Regions from separate parts of the Mus musculus genome. Here region 1 is linked to region 2. A link is a contact called in public promoter capture Hi-C data. All regions are on one chromosome and are shown on one strand. The core of a region is the stretch at or near the end of the contact, and the rest is flanking DNA. Distances in the headings are between cores, read along the strand shown.

Region 1 (4,989 bases), core at 1,711-4,210, 760 kb before region 2:
CCTGTAACCTTGAAGATGGTGGGAGCTTGACCTGAGACAGTGTAAAGAAGCGGGTGATCCTTTCGCATCCACTTTCTCCTCTTCTAACTTCCCTCCTGTCCTGTCCTCCCCTGCTGCTTCCCAGAGCCCCAGCCCAGCCTGCATGCTGTGGGTCAGTGTGACTTGTCACTATTCAGTCCTTTAGTGGCAGCCAAGTTGTCCCAGCAGGGAGGCCAACAAGCTGCTGGTCTGTCAGCTGTCATTCACTCTGGCCATGGTTCCAAACCTCCCTCCTTCCCAGATTTCTTTCCCACTAGGATTGGAAGAAACAGCTAGAGGAAGAATATGAAGGTAAGTCCTGCTAGATAGGCAGTCTACAGGGTAAACTGTTAACGGGAAGAGCTGACCCTCAGCATGACGGTCAGTAAAGGTGTGAGGATGCAGGGAGGAAAGGGTACGAGAAAGAATAAACAAAGAGGACTAGACCTCACAATGTCTGCTTGTTTGTTTATGATCAGAATGTAATATCCAGCCTGCTGGACACCTCGTTGAAGCTTATGCCTCAGCAACAAGGGGGTGCCAGATGGTACTCTCTCTGATTATGCTCCCCACCTCTCTTTGCACTTGGCACTTGTGCCTCATCCCAGCGACTGAAAAGTGCACACTGGGAATCTCAATAAGAGGCTAGGGCAGCAAACTAGAAAAGCAGCTCTTCTTAGAGACTCACAGAAGGTTTGGTGTGTGCAGTAGTTCTTGGAATGCATTAGGGCCAAGCAACATGAATGTTCTCAAAGGTAAGTGACCACACTAAAGAAAAGAGATAGACCCATTCTCAGCTCTTGCAAGCTTCCAAGAGGCTAACTCAATGACACTTATCTTAAGTGTCATTTCCCCCCTTTAACAATATACCTGCAGCATAAAACTATCTCTTTCTAACCCAATAGATCACTAGAAAGGGTTAGGCCCCCAAGTGACTTAGTGAAGCTATCCCAACACCCCAGCCCATGGGAAGGGCTGTCTGACTCAGCAAACAGAAAGCTATACTTTGGAAAAGCAGAGCTTCCTCCTAGTCCTCAACTTACCCTGCTGAACTCAGTAGGTGGCTCTCAGCAGGCTGTACACCGCAGGCTGTACACCGCAGGCTGTACAGAGATTTGGAAAAGTATTCTCCAAGTCTTATCAAGTTTCTCCTAGACTAATCCTGTTAATCAGTGGGACCCCAGGGAAAGAAAAACAATGACCTTCTTACCCTCTTTGTTAACTGAGAAGGAGCCAGACCCTGGGCCTTGGCTTGCCTGGTCCCCTACCTCCCAGAGGCTTCTGGTCCCGTGGCCACATTCCATCTGGCAGTCATCTGTGTCTTCCACCTTCCTTTGCTCAAAGGATTCAGTTTATTTTTCTCTAGCAGTGACCTCTGCCATCTACCTCAAAGGACAGAGACCTTTATGAAGGAAGAGGGGCGCCAGAACCTCTGACTCCTGTCATTTTGTTAGGGGTGGAGTCTGCAAGGAAGAAAGGCTGACCCAGACAATTCTCTCCCAAGGCCTCCCTCAAAAGTCAGCAAGTAGCCATCTTCCACCTCCTTCTGAAACTTTCTGGCACACTGCTCCCCCGACACCCCTTCCTAGCCTTCCCTAGGTGGCAATTGGCCCTGTTACCTGCCATTCCTCCTCTACTCTCAGCATTTTTAAACATACTCAGCCCCGACCCCGTTTAAGAGAAGTCCCACATTCTAAGGGAACGCTGCGTTTTTTGCAGAAGAGGTCCTCCCTATCCAAAGTGTTGAGATCCAAAGTAGTAAAGAGCCTGAGCTCCCGCCCGCCTCCAGTCTCACAGGTTCCTAGTGTTCAGTAAGGAAACTCCCGGGACCTGGCGTTTCTCGGGCATGGCTGGCGAGCACATTTTTAAGAAAACCGATGACAGTCTCTTTAAATGGTTCTCTCCCGCAAATCTGGGCAGCCGGACCTTAGCGGCTGGGGCGGGGGTTTGGGGTATGGAATCCGCTAAGCCCTGGGCAGTCTCCCCTCCCCCTGCCGGCCACTCCCAGCGAGGCAACGCGGAGTGTGCGGGGAGAAGCGAGCGGGAAGGGAGCTCGGAGACGGCTGGGCGCGGGAAGCCCGTTCGCAGTCCGGCACGAGGTCCCACGGGTCTGGCTGCAGCGGCCCCCGCCGCCCGGGAGGCAGGCGGGCAGCTCGGGCGCGATTTCCAAAGTGGCCCATCAGGAGAGACGCAGGCACGGCCATTCGGTTCCCGGAGCCACCGGGACTCTTTGGTCTGCGCCGCCCAGGACCCTACGGATCCCCTCCCTCTCCACCAAGCACTCCAGAGGTGGCGGCAGCCCCCAGACCTAAGCAGAGGGCCACTCGGGACCGGGCGAGCGGATCCCGGAAGGATCGGACGGCGGGAGGGCGTCCTGGAGGCCGTGTCCCTCGATCTTTGAGGGGCGGCCACGGGCAGACCCAGCGGGACATCCCCAGAGGCGGGTGGGAGAGGGTCGCGGGCGCCTCGCGCCTTTTACCTAGCAATTCTTCATCATCCTCCGGGCCAAGCAGGCGACAGGGAAGGCGGCGGCGGAGCCGGACGGTGCGCCGGTACAGGCTGTCGGTGCGGCGCCCCAGAGCCAGCAGGTGCCCCTCGAGGTCCTCCAGCAGAGCCAGCGAGTGGCCGCAGAGGTCTGCGAGCTGGCGGAGCAGACTGAGCGCGGCCAGGTGGCTCACGTCGCGGAGCTCAGCCAGCGGCTGCGGAGGGTTGCGCGGGCACAGACGCTGGGGCACCACAGTGCGCCGGTAGAACGGCATCCCGGGCGCGGGCGCGGGGACCGACCCGGTCCGCTAGCCTTGTGGCACTCGGGAATCCTGAGAGGCAGCGGCGGTCCTGGTGGAGCAGGGCCCGGGACGCGGGCGCGGGCGAGCGAGAGGCACGGGCGGCTGTGCGGGCAGGCGGCTTCACAGCCTGCAGCGCCGGCTCCCCGCGGGCTGCACACTCGCAGGAGCCACCAGTCCCTCTGACTCTGCTCCACTGGGCTCCTCCTCCCTGGCTTTCTCCTCCTCCCTCGCTCAGCTCACTCAGCTACTTCGGGATTCCTCCTCACCCCACCCCCACCATCCCCTTTCTTCTTCTTCTTTCTTTCTTTCTTTCTTTCTTTCTTTCTTTCTTTCTTTTGCGGTCAAAAATTCGCAGATTAACGCTTGATCCGGGAGAGAAGAAAAGGAAAAAAAAAAAAAAAGGAAAGAAGAGTAGAAAGAAGCTGAGAGTTAACCGAGGGAAGTCTGTGTGAATGTGTGTTTGTGATGGTCGGTGCGCAAAATGTGCCCGGGTCCTCCTGAGGAGCTTCAGGCCCAGTACCTTAACCCGGGTTAAGGTTGTTTTCTGCTTTGTTTTTTAAACTTAACTTTCTTTGTAAATACTGAACAATGCAGACACACCGGCGTACATACGAGCGAGTCACAGCAGAGACACGAAGTCTGGCTTCATGCATCTAGTTTTCCTTCTAAAATATACTCCTTGCCACGCACCAGTCTCCATTGAGCAAGCTAGCGGCCAGAACCTTAGAATCAGAGGAGAGAGAACCAAGTATCTTATTTGACTGTCCAGGAGGGAAGTGACCCTAGCACTGTGGAACTGTAAAGGCAAGAGCGAATAAATACAAACCCATTTTGTGGAGTAACTTATTTCGTTGGGATTGAGGGATCCAGTTTGCATTTTGTGCCAAAAGGGAACACCGATCTGTTTCCTTTGGGGGGCACAATGAGCTCCTGTAGTATCCCAGAAGAGGGGTTTCAGGAGCTGAGATGTGCTTTCAGTGCAGACAGCCCCGATTTCTCTCAACTGTAGAAGGTAAAATGTGCTCAGACAAGTAGAGTACCTTTAGTGTATTCTATGTCTGCATGCACTTGGGACATTTCCACCCAAAGCTGCTCACACTGAACTTTCAATGGTTTCTCCACTGCTCTGCTTTCATTTGGGCTGTGCTCCTTTTCATCCTACATATGCTCTGTTGAGTATAAGCCCACAGAATCTATTAGCAAAATATTTTTAAACAAAACACTTGTGCCCACACTAACACAATGTGGACTGTTTCCATTCTTTGCTTCAGAAAAGTTAATTGTTCCTTAGACAGTTCAAGAAAGCTCTATGCAGGCTGGAGAGATGGTACAATCATTAACAGCAACGCTGGCTGCTCTTCCAGAGGACTTGGGTTCAATTTCCAGCACCCACCTGGCAGCTCACAGCTCTCGGTAACTCCAGTTCCAGGGGATCCAACACCCTCTTCTCAGCTCTGAGGGCACCAGACCTACATGCAGGCAAATGCTTATACACTTAAAATAATAAAGTAAATTTAAAGAGAATCTCTGGTTTTAAATGTTTTGCTACACAAAATTAGTATGTGACATGATGGCTATATTCATTGGCTTTATTTATTAATTCTTCAATGCAAATATCAAAACATAATACCGTGCCCTACACATATGTAATTATTATTTGTCGATTGAAAATTTAAAAAAAGCAATGTACTGCAATCTGGTTGCCTTCATCTATACTCATTTCTTATTTAGTAAATAAAAACATAGTTACTAGAAACACTGAGTTCTAATTAAAGTAAGAATCAACAAACGGACAAAAGGTGGCCCCTCTTTTGAACTGTGAGGTCCAATTGTGGAATAAGAATCCAAAGTTCCTTGCTTGATGAACTCCAACCTCAGCCAAGAGAGTGACTGGCAGGAAGTAGTGGACTTGGCTTTACTCAGCGGAGATACTTTTCCCTGACCTATGAGCTGTTTCGACTGATCTTTGCTCCAGAGAAGGAGACATGAAGTAGGAGCAGATTGAAGGAGACTGTCTGGGCAGAGCTTTGCAGCCTGAGTGCAGCAGGCCTGGGCTGGGCCTGGTGGCTGAGCCACCCGCACTCACACCCCCTACTCTGCTTCCCGAAGCTGAGTTGTTCAGAGCTCCATAAGAAGAAGCTCAGTTTTGGCCCCATGCCCTTCCCCCCAGCCTAGTCAGTTCACT
Region 2 (5,164 bases), core at 1,294-3,793:
CGCTATCCCTCCTCATTCCTCAAGGCTCTGCTTCAGCCCTTGCAATTCTTTCTCCCAAATGCCTTACAAATGAAGCCTCCCTTAGTCATCCCAGTCTGTACTACTTGTCTGACTATCTATCAGTTTGCCAATGAATCTCATGACCTAAGCAGTCACTGAGTTTAAGCAGCTGAACTGTTGTTGTAGACACTAATATATATTACTTTGAATCTGGGTCAGATTTTCATTGACTATCCCACTGTGCCAGATAGGAAGACCTGACTTCATACTGCTACTTAAGCAGCCCACCAACCCTTTGAAACACACTTATTATATCTACAAATGATAGGTGATTTATGCAAGGCCACAGTGGCTGGCTGAGCTGGGAATTTGACCTAGTTGTAATTTCATATACTGCACCCTTGGAGGAACCTCCCTCTCCCCACTCTGACACACGTGCCAGCCCCAAAGGCTTACCGGAGAGCCCTGGCAAGCCCAGAGAGAGAAGATTCTCAGATCCGGTTCAGTGAGGCTGACTTCAGTCGAGTTGGGTTGGGTGTGCTTCAATGCCGCAGCTCAGGGTCCTTGCAAGCCAAGTGCCCCTTATATTCAGCGGGAGGAGAAGCCAGTAACGTCATAGGATCCCAGCCCCAAGCCCTCTCCCTACACATGACACACAACAAAATATACATACTGAAGAGTTGAAAATCACTAGCAACCTGTTAGGTTCATAAACACTTGGGTCATAAACACTTGGTCCTTGAGCCTCAGCCAATCCCGGAAGATACCTTACCTTTCCTGGATCAATCATAATGTTCCAACGACCCGTGTGGAATGTCTCAAAGCCCCAGGAGCGTTGCCTAAGGAGCCTCTAATTGTGCTGTGGAGGTTTTCTTTCTCAGATTAGACCATTAAAGACTAGGAGTAAATGTGTTTGCTCCCACCCCCACCTCTGAGGCATTGAATTCAGCACTCAACCACTAAGCCAGATCTCCATCGGTCCCAAGGATTTTACTCGTGTTTCTTTGGTAGACGTAGCTTTATAGCAGCTCTTTAACAAGTGCATTCTTTTCTTAAGTTTCTACAATCTTCTGCGGTTTCCTAGGAATTCCTAGCCTAAAAAGGACCTACTTCATGCATGAGCTTCACACTTCCTCTTTCTTGTGCATTTGAATGAAGTATAGTACCTATGGGAGGCCAGACCTTAAAACAACAGGCCAGGTTTTATCAGAATGAATGGTGACTCAATGCTAAGTCTGATGCTCCAAACTTCAGCTTAGTCATCAGCAAAATGGAATTAAAAGGGTGGGGCTGCAGCTCATTGGTATAATCTTGGCACTGGGGAGACCTACAGGATTGATCCCCATCACTATCAATTTTAAAAAGTTTCGCTCCTTCAATATTTAAATATTCATAATTTCATATTTAATATTAATAGGCAGGTGGAGAGATGCTACAAATACATTGTGGCCTAGGAATCTACTCGGGGTTAATGATCGGTGTACAGGTGGTTTGAAACTGTCTTCCATTTTCTTGCTGTCTGTATTAGAGAGTGAGAGCAGAGGCAGCAGTCGGGGCTGTTGATAGTCTTGCAAGGTCCTGAAGGATTTCATGCAGACAAACGTGCTCAGGGAGAAGACACAGTGAGATGGAGACTTGGTGCTATTTGCCCCTCCAGCCTTCACACAAACCCAATTCTCTTTATTCACTCCCCTCCCCAGTGCTGCGAATGTTTGCTGATTCTGACTAATCTTGCATAAAGGTAGAAAATACCCATGGGATCTGTGGTCAGGAAGCTTTTAATTGTCTTTTGACCACCAGAGAGGCAAATGGTTAAAGGCTATCCCTCTTTTCTCACTCCCGGCCATGCCCTGCTTGTTTTTTTTGGTTGGGAAGCAGTCTCAGGCCAAAAGCGACCAATGTTGCAAAGCCATGTGACTGGTGACTGACGGTGTGCGTGTGCGTGTGTGTGCGTGTGTGTGTGCCCGCGTGTACACAAGCGAGTGTGTTGGTATTGAAAGACCCCCGAAGGGAGACCCTCACTCAAGTCTCGGGAACGTCGCGCACCCAGTGGGACACAGAGACCGGACTTTGTGATCACACGAGGAATTTTTATTGAAAGCGAGACAGAACGAGAGCTCAGGCCAGCATGCTGGGGTCGAGACTCATACACCAAGCAAGGAGTAGAGGAGTTTCGACCCCGGCCTGAAATTTTACAGAGCTTATAAAGGCAAAAACCACAAACCAGGGGGAGGAAAAGGGGAAATTTTAAAACCATAAATTTTCTTAACAGCTAGGTGATGTGCTACCTTAGGCAACGCTCCTGGGGCTTTGAGACATTCCACACGGGTCGTTGGAACATTATGATTGATCCAGGAAAGGTAAGGTATCTTCCGGGATTGGCTGAGGCTCAAGGACCAAGTGTTTATGACCCAAGTGTTTATGAACCTAACAGGTTGCTAGTGATTTTCAACTCTTCAGTATGTATATTGTGTTGTGTGTCATGTGTAGGGAGAGGGCTTAGGGCTGGGATCCCATGACGTTACTGGCTCCTCCTCCCGGTGAATATAAGGGGCGCTTGGCTTGCAAGGACCCTGAGCTGCGGCATTGAAGCACACCCAACCCAACTCGACTGAAGTCAGCCTCACTGAACCGGATCTGAGAATCTTCTCTCTCTGGGCTTGCCAGGGCTCTCCGGTAAGCCTTTGGGGCTGGCACGTGTGTCAGAGTGGGGAGAGGGAGGCTCCTCTTTTACCTAGGCTTTTCAGGCAACCAGGGCTTGCAATTGCATCAGCGCAACTGTGACCTGTTGCTGGTAAGACCCTAGCCCAGGAGCCAGGGCTCCCTAGCTCCAGCGCATTTCCAGATTGTTTTTCTTCATGGAGCCATAAAAATCTAGATGCTGAGTCTAGGGCCACCGGGCGGGACCCCTAATCGGCCGAGAGGGAAGTGCTAGCGATCTCGGGCTGGTTTTGCCCCCCACCCCCCAGGCGCATCTCCCAATTTCAGAGACCGAAGCCCCGCCTCACTGCTGGTGCTCACTGGTCATCGTAGCCTAGCCGGAGGAGGTGGGGAACATTTGCTTTCTCCGAGGGCAAAGAAGGCTCAGGTGGATCGCCGGGGCTTGGTGAGAAGGGATAAGATTGAGGTCAGTCCCCTCTTCCAGGCGTAGCCACGTCTCTGAAGCTCTCTGGGCGCTCACTAAAAGGGATGTGGGTAATGGGTGTAAAAAAAAAAGGGTTCTTTCAGAGTTGCCCCGAGTTGAGTTCCGCTTGATTCACCAGGAGCCATAGGCCGGGGAAACAGAAATGTTAGGTTTCAAGGCTGCTGGGCTGGGCTCTAGGGTAAATCCCATAGGTTCTTGGGCAGGAAAAGAAGAAACCTAATGTCCTAGCACTTACTAAAGGCCAACCACTGTGCTATACAGAGCTTTCTCTAGCCTTTTCTGAAATGGGTCCTTCCACCTGCCTGGGAGACACTGTAATCCCCACTTGCATTATTATTGTAATTCCTACTTGCATATGAAGAAATGGTAATTAGAGGTGGAAGTGGCTTGCTTTCTCCTCTTCTGCCCAACCCCCTTTGTCCCTGTAACTCATTCACCTGGTGGAGGGAGTGGGTTTTGTAATTCACTTTTGGAGCTTGTGGGGGACAATGAGACCCATTGAAGGGCTTTTGTCTTGTTTTTCACCAGAACCTAGCTAGCATCCTCTTCAATTCCAACTAGAATGCTGTGGCAGGCACTTCGAAGATTTGGTCAAAAGCTGGTGCGGAGACGTGTGTTGGAGCTGGGTATGGGTGAGACCCGCCTTGCCAGATGCCTGAGCACCCTCGACTTAGTGGCTCTGGGTGTGGGCAGCACATTAGGTGCAGGTGTGTATGTCCTGGCTGGAGAGGTGGCCAAAGATAAAGCAGGACCATCCATTGTGATCTGCTTTTTGGTGGCTGCTCTGTCCTCTGTGTTGGCTGGACTGTGTTATGCTGAATTTGGTGCCCGGGTCCCCGGCTCTGGTTCTGCATATCTCTACAGTTATGTCACCGTAGGTGAACTCTGGGCCTTCACCACCGGCTGGAATCTCATTCTCTCCTACGTCATTGGTGAGATAGATGCTTGGGGTAGGATGGGAGGGATGGATGATTACACAAATAGCAGAGGGATTATGGATCCAGAAATCCGAGTGCAATTTCAGTGAAGTCTAAATTGTCTTTATTTTTCCTAGTATCTCAATACTTCTAGATGTCTGTTTGTTTGTTTATTTATTTATTTATTTGGGGTAGGGGTATAGGGAGGGTTTGAAGGTGCAGTACAATTGTTCACCTCCGTCTGGTGTTCATTCATTAAGATGTTAGTTAGGGTCTTTAAAATTAATAACAGGAGCTGGGTCTAGAGTTGTACACCTATAATTCCAGCACTCAGAGGCTAAGGTAGGAGGATCAAGAGTTTGTTAAGTCTGAGGCCAGGCTAGGCCTGAGCTACATAGAGAGAACTGTCAAACACACACACACACACACACACACACACACACACACACACACACACACAGAGTAAGGTGGGTAATTATGGCAGGAATCTGTGAGGCAGATGTATAGGAGGGAGGGAATTTGATCTTATAATATTCCTGAGTATTGGGGTTAAGGTAGAAAATACAATTGCTATACCAGGTACAGCCAGTGTGGCCCGGGCTTGGAGCTCTGCTTTTGACAACCTGATTGGAAACCACATCTCTCGGACTCTGAAGGGGACCATCTTGCTGAAGATGCCTCATGTTCTTGCAGAATATCCAGATTTCTTTGCCTTGGCCCTTGTGTTGCTGCTCACTGGTGAGGCAAGGGGCAGGGTGAATGATGGGAGGGGTTGGGCTTGGGAAGCGCTCAAGGGTAATGAGGGGAGGAAAGGAAGCTGGGAAGGAAAGAGTCTGCCACACAGAGGCAGAAAAAAGGGAAAGCAAGCGTGGAGGAAGGATTTTGTCCTCAGGATCCTGAACAATTTTCTCCCACAGGATTGCTGGTTTTAGGGGCAAGTAAATCAGCCCTGGTTACCAAAGTGTTCACAGGGATGAACCTTTTGGTTCTCAGCTTTGTCATCATCTCTGGCTTCATTAAGGGAGAACTGAGAAACTGGAAGCTCACGAAAGAGGACTATTGCTTGACCATGAGTGAATCCAACGGCACTTGTAGGTTAGAG

The links. Promoter capture Hi-C pulls out the DNA fragments that hold promoters and counts their contacts.
Region 1: a contact with region 2 is called in a promoter capture Hi-C map of hematopoietic stem and progenitor cells, with 4 times the contacts expected there. The contact joins the promoter of Nhsl2 here to the promoter of Slc7a3 in region 2. A contact is called at or near these places in 1 of 39 promoter capture datasets (hematopoietic stem and progenitor cells) and 2 of 9 other capture datasets (adipose tissue and liver).

What each region holds. Positions count from the first base shown.
Region 1 is chrX:101,847,356-101,852,344 of GRCm38.p6, reverse strand. Nhsl2 (NHS-like 2) reads right to left here and starts at 2,960. Exons shown (of 8, transcript NM_001163610.1): 1 at 2,498-2,960. The coding sequence starts at 2,777.
Region 2 is chrX:101,082,784-101,087,947 of GRCm38.p6, reverse strand. Slc7a3 (solute carrier family 7 (cationic amino acid transporter, y+ system), member 3) reads left to right here and starts at 2,543. Exons shown (of 12, transcript NM_001301840.1): 1 at 2,543-2,676; 2 at 3,674-4,077; 3 at 4,642-4,800; 4 at 4,980-5,157. The coding sequence starts at 3,708.